Linked DNA regions of Sus scrofa: region 1 is linked to region 2. The links are chromatin contacts, called in public Hi-C maps. All regions are on one chromosome and are shown on one strand. Each heading gives the region's core, a stretch centred on a gene start, on an enhancer-like site or on the middle of the called end of the contact. The rest is flanking DNA. Distances are from core to core; before and after follow the strand shown. Region 1 has its middle 130 kb from the start of ETAA1. Region 2 has its middle 230 kb from the start of ETAA1.

The links. A called contact is a pair of places that touch in the nucleus more often than the background predicts.
Region 1: a contact with region 2 is called in a Hi-C map of embryonic fibroblasts, with 3 times the contacts expected there. The contact joins two enhancer-like sites. A contact is called at or near these places in 1 of 47 Hi-C or Micro-C datasets (embryonic fibroblasts) and 1 of 2 datasets of contacts at active chromatin or transcription factors (skeletal muscle).

The regions. Positions count from the first base shown.
Region 1 is chr3:74,862,425-74,865,459 of Sscrofa11.1, reverse strand. No RefSeq gene overlaps it. Among named protein-coding and RNA genes, the nearest start is that of ETAA1, 130 kb to the right of the region's middle. Within about 2 kb of position 1,544, at least 9 of the 83 cell types and tissues checked have an H3K27ac peak or open chromatin away from gene starts, as enhancers often do. A contact at or near this core is called in embryonic fibroblasts and skeletal muscle, where this site is marked.
Region 2 is chr3:74,509,366-74,512,216 of Sscrofa11.1, reverse strand. No RefSeq gene overlaps it. Among named protein-coding and RNA genes, the nearest start is that of ETAA1, 230 kb to the left of the region's middle. Within about 2 kb of position 1,581, at least 26 of the 83 cell types and tissues checked have an H3K27ac peak or open chromatin away from gene starts, as enhancers often do. A contact at or near this core is called in embryonic fibroblasts and skeletal muscle, where this site is marked.

The DNA.
Region 1 (3,035 bases), core at 295-2,794, 350 kb before region 2:
TATGACTCTGCTTCTCTGCTTCTCTCTCTTCCAAGTCTGTGCTTTCACAGGGGCATGTTTGCTCCTGAAAGAGCAAAGAAGCCACACAAATCCAAAAGAAGTTTATACTTTCCTACTGATGCAAGCTGTATGGAACAGCAGTAACAACAACAACTATGATGCACAGAGGGCTTCCTATGGGCTAAGCCACCATCAGCACCCCTCTGGATCACTCAGTGGCCTCCTACTTGTATTCTCTCTGGCCCTCTTTGATGCCTTTTCCATAGAGCAGCAAAGGGTTGCTTTTGTAAAGCTGATCTACAAAACTGATTTTCTCTCTCTTCCCATTCTTCCTGCTTCACAAACTATTATTCCATACTTCTGATGATATTCCACTGACTTAAAGGAATAGCCCAGTAAGTCAGCATCTGCCTATTAAAAATTCGGACTAAAAGCCTAATCATCCCTCCTCTTCCTTTTAAAATCTTCTTCAAATAGTCCAACAAAGTGAGTAAATAGTCCCTCCTCTGCCCCAGATACTCACCTCCAAAGGGAACATGGCTTGAAAAATAGCTGATGGTCTCTAAAACCCACAAGAGACTACCATGCAAATAGTTGAGTTCACCAAGAATTTGCTTCAGGGAATACCACATGACATAATTTGATCTCCTTTATCTCAGCAAGGATTAAAAAGGCCAGCAGCCACAGGGAGACATGACAAAACCCATGGAGTATGGCAGGGGAACTAGGAAGCTGCTCAGGGAAGAGCATCTCTTTACATGGACATGCCAAGCCAAGAGGAAAGGAGTGAGACTGGTTCAGGAGGCATGAAGTCCTCTTCTTGATGCCCTGCTCTAGGTCCAAAGCACCTCTATCCAGACTTCATCCCAAGTATAACAACTTGAGAGATGAATTGTCTTTTCTTTGGCCTTGTCCTTAAACCATGGGTAATTTGGCACTATTCTTTGCATGATTTGTCCTCTCTGACAATGAGCAGACTCGGGCTTGTGAAAATGGAAATGAATTTACTCGCTATTCTTCTTGAGTTCATCTATTTCAGGACTACTTCTTTGGGCATGGGCTAGGAGACCGCACTGCTTTCCAGTTGTGGAAACATCTTTTAATAAAACAACTGGAGGAGACTTGGCATGAGAATGCACTTGGCTGATGGGTTCCCCAGCCAGTACTACCTCTCTCACGAAGCAGGGAGAACCAAGCCACTGTCTACTTGGCTGGGCTGGACCCACTCCATTCTGCATATCTTGCCTGTTTAAGATAGAGTGTAATTTTTAAAATATTTCTTTATACAATATTAAGCAGACATGACACCATTCGGTGCTAAATGGTAATGATGAGTGTTCAAAGGTGAATTGCAGCGCATTGGCCATTTAGAGAAATGTAATTAATATTGCTGGCAACATCTACTATAAGGCAGCACCGCAAACTAACCATTGGATTTCATAACAAAGTGCCATTGTGATCGACTAAAGCAACACTCTCCTTTTAGGTGCTGGATTAGAATCCAGGCGCGTCCACAATGCAGTCTTTACACATCATCGACTTCCACACAGGACATAAATTGCACTAATATAGTAATACACTGAAATCTCAGACCAACTGTTTGTCATCGGATTAGAATGTGATGACACAAAATAAAGATGTGAGATGGAATCTGTGCTGAGGTCTGAATTCACATTAGAAGTCTGGAAAGAAAAGACTGTTTATAAAATTATAGCCCAGGAATTGTAGCCAAAATCAGCGTTTGGTGCAGCTGGAAATGGGATGGAATCCACCTCCCTGACATTAGACCCACCCACTGGAATGCTGCTCCTCAGCCTGGCCTGGCACTTCCCTGACTGGAAACTGCGTGTAATATTACAAAGCAGGAGCTGTCATGCCAGTGCTGTTGGCCTTTAGGGATCTTTATGGCAGGTGAGTCATTTCCCCTCTTCCACCCCACAAAAAGAAGGTCATCAGAGCATGTGCGGTTTTAGCATTCATATTTGCCATACCCGGCTTTTGAGTTTTATTCAAAACTGCCAAATTTCATGAGTCCTACTTCCAGGACCTCCACATTTGATGATGAGGTGCTTGTTCTTTTTTCTCTCCTTTTTTTTTTTTTTTTTTCTTTTTAGGGCCACACTTGCGGCATATGAAAGTTCCCGGGCTAGGGATGGAATCAGAGTTAGCTGCCAGCCTAGGCCACAGCCACAACAACTCAGGATACTAAACCCACTGAGTGAGGCTGGGGATCAAACCTGCATCCTCCTGGTTACTAGTTGGGTTCATTACCACTGAGACACCATAGGGGAATCCTCTTCTTTTTTCCATTCTTGTTCAACTCCCTTCTTCATCTTCTTTTCCCAAGAAATGATGACACCCTTGGTACAGATTCTGCCTCCACAGACACTGTGTTATATATTTACCAAACCCAAGAAAACATGTTTATTTTTGATCATTGAGAAACACTCAGGCCATGTATGGGTGCCATGGAACAGGTATTGATGCAGAAGTTTTGTCAAGAATAGAGAGAAAGCAAAATTTGATGGAATGATTTTTGCACTTCTGAAGTTCCTAGATGATTATTTTGAAGGTTTTTTTTTTAAAAAATATAAAGGTATATTTTTAAAATATATTTAAAAATATAAAGGCTTGGAGTTATGTTCACTATATAAAAATATTTAAATATTTCAACTGGTTTGGAGACATCAGGATATAGGGTTACCCTAAGCTTTGACTAAGCTTTAATACACATCATGGAAATTGATCCTCAGAAACTGACATTAGGCAGGAAGGCTGGAGATTCATTTAATGCTGTAAGAAAACTGATGTTTAGAGATGTGAGGTGAGTTGCCTAAAGATACCTCCTAAGTGACAGAGCCTAAGTCGTTAGAACCCGAGGCTTCGGACTCTTAAACCAAAGTTCTACCTCCAAAACATCATTTAAAAAGTAGTGTTTAGTACTGGGTTCTGGTCAAAGAAATCCGCAGATTCACGGCCATGGATTAAATCAACTAACCTTTCTACCTCTCAGTTACAACCAATCCATATATAAA
Region 2 (2,851 bases), core at 332-2,831:
GGGTTTAGATGAATGCATCCTTCTTGTCTGCCAGGCTGGTGGCTGGAAAAACATCTGTTACACATTTTAATGGGGTGGGTGGGTCTTCTGAACACATCACGTGATGCCGTAACCCAAAAGAGTGATGTAAATGATAGGGAAATTTAGAGATCACAGCTGGCCAGAAACAAAATGTGACATTGGCCCTTTAAGGCTTTGTCCTTCTGACCATTCCAGGTTCCTAATCCTCCTGCCAAGTGGGCTGGAGGCCAAAATATTTCTTAACTTTGCATTTATTTCAGGGTGTTAATCTCATAGGCAACCAACTCCTATTTAATAAACTCAAAACTCCCCAGGCCCTCCCCCTCAGGGATGCCTGCGTCTGTTCTCCCAGAGGCTCAGCATACATGTGCCTGCCCCTGTCTTTTCCTGCCTGCCCAGGGTGTTGACACAGCAGTGTCAGGACATCACGCAGCTGTCATCAGCCCCATGCCACAGATGGTCCCTCAATTATGCATCCCCCTTCCCAGGGCGCCTGCCTTGGCCACTCGAGCAGTCTACCTGCCACTGAGTTTCACATGGAACTCCAGAGGCCAGGAGGAGAAGCCAAGTGGCATGGGCTTAAGAACCTTTCGCTCCAAGGCGGGCTGGCAGAGGGAGTGGATTCCCCAGCCCTTCCTCAGCCCCATTTTTAATCACTAACCAAGGAAGGTAATGAGAACGTACTTGAATTACAAAGATTCCCATTTATTACTCTGGCCGCCCCTCCACAAAGCCTCCCTTTGGCAAAAACAGATCACTATTGACACTTTTAGAAGGCCCTGGGCCCCTCTCAATTATTGGCCTAATCTCTGCCTGCTCTGAAAGCAGAATTCTTTCCTAACTAGATTTTTTCAAAAGTTAAGAGGCTACTCTCTGCTTTCTTCAGCAGAAAGACTTGGTGAGCTAATGTTGGTATGTTTCATGGCCTCCGCAGCATCTGCAGGATGTGGAAAGAGAAGAAACAAACCAGATGTTTCCAAAAGGTAGCTCCACTAAGCCTTCTTAACATAATTATTGCAATAGTGTATCCGCATTTTATGGTCCCGCTTCTCTCTTGATACCTTGGGAACTTTTCCTGGAGAAATCCAAACCAGTAGATCTGAGTTCCCTCTAAACAGATTTGCAACCTTAAAAAAAAAAAAAAAAAAAAAAAAGAGAGAGAAAGAAAGAAAAAAAATTTGACATATATCCCCCATTAAATCCAAATTTCCTTTATCAAATTTTCGAAGGGAAAAATAGATTAAGGACATGTAGATATTTATCTCAGCCTTCAACATTTACACTCATTTGGTTAATTAGCACTTAATTACACTGTCAAAGGGGAAAATTTTACCACGGGGCGCGGGCAGACCAATGCCCTCCCTTCAGCCCCTCACTTCTGCCGAGAGAGAGGCCAGACCTCTGCTCCGAGCCAACTCCTTCCTCACGAAACATTCGTAATGATTACTTGACAAGGACTGTAGATACAAAATTGTGCAATGGAGAGCTATCACTCACGGGGGCCACGCTGAGGTTCTCAAGCTGGAGCAACAGTGCCCCCCAAAGCAAGCAGTCAGAAACATCCTGAAAGGCAACACGGGTCTGCCCAAACTTCTATTTTCTGCTTCATAAGCCAGGGAGCTATTTTAAGAGTTGCTGGCCGAAAAGCAGGCTCTATTACAACCAGACAAGCATTCCAACCAAGCTGGGGAGCCTCCGCTGGAAGCGGAGAATGTTTCCACCTATTCTAACTCAGACGCCGAGAATTCTCCGCGGAGAAGAGGGGGGTGGGGAGCAGGAGAGACACAGTAGAAAATCGGAAAACTTCAGAAGTCTGCCGAACTCAAGGGAACAAAGTCTAACTCAATTAATGCATAAATCTTATTAAGCGAAATGCAGCTGAATAGAGTCATTTGTCATCAGAGTTTCTCCATCTTGTAACAAATGGCAATATTTGGGGGTCTCACGGGTTCTCTGCCAAGGGGAAGACGTCATTAAAGCTGCTGGAAAATAATAGTATTCGAATTAGTTTAATTATGATGTGATGAATTATCAAAGCATTTTTTAAAAACAATATGCAATTAGCCTTTTTTTTTTTTAAGCCAAAGACTGTTTTCCAAAACAGGAAATGAAGCATAACACCCTTAATTTCATCGTTGGGGCAAAGTCCTAGACACCCTGATGCAGTGGTACAATGAGCATGTAATGAAACCAACTGTCCCCGCTCCAGCAACGCCCTTTGTGCATTGACTAGAAGGGCTTTTGGCTCCAAGAGTGGAAACTGCATTAAGCCAGAGCCTAACCCAAATTTTCTCTTTCAAGTTCTAAGCCCTGTTTTCTATTTTCCTTTATATCTTGGATAGGGTCACCCTATAAGAAATGAAATCTCACATTCCTGAAAGACAGTGAACTGATGAGGTCATATCAGCCTGCTTGGCTTTTATACTGCTCTTGAGGGTATTGCAAGGGGAAAAATAATAATAATAATAATGTGGTATTGGAAAAAGGGAATGAAAATGAGGACGCCTGAACATCAAACTTTTAAAACCAAACTGTATAATCAACAACACAATCGGATAAGCACCATCAGGAACAACCCCTCCCACTCCTTCACAAAAAACCACAAAGAGACCCCCAGCCACCATACTCCCACCAGAACAGCTAAAATTAAAATGGCTGATAAAACCAATGAGAGAAAATTAAAATTCTCATGCATCTTCAGTCAGAGCATTAATTGGTACAACCACTTTGGAAAACTGTTTGATGGTGTGTATTAAATATATAAATCCTAAGACCCAGCAGTTCTGTCCCTGGGTGTGTATCTAACCTAGATGGGCATATGTGTCAACCA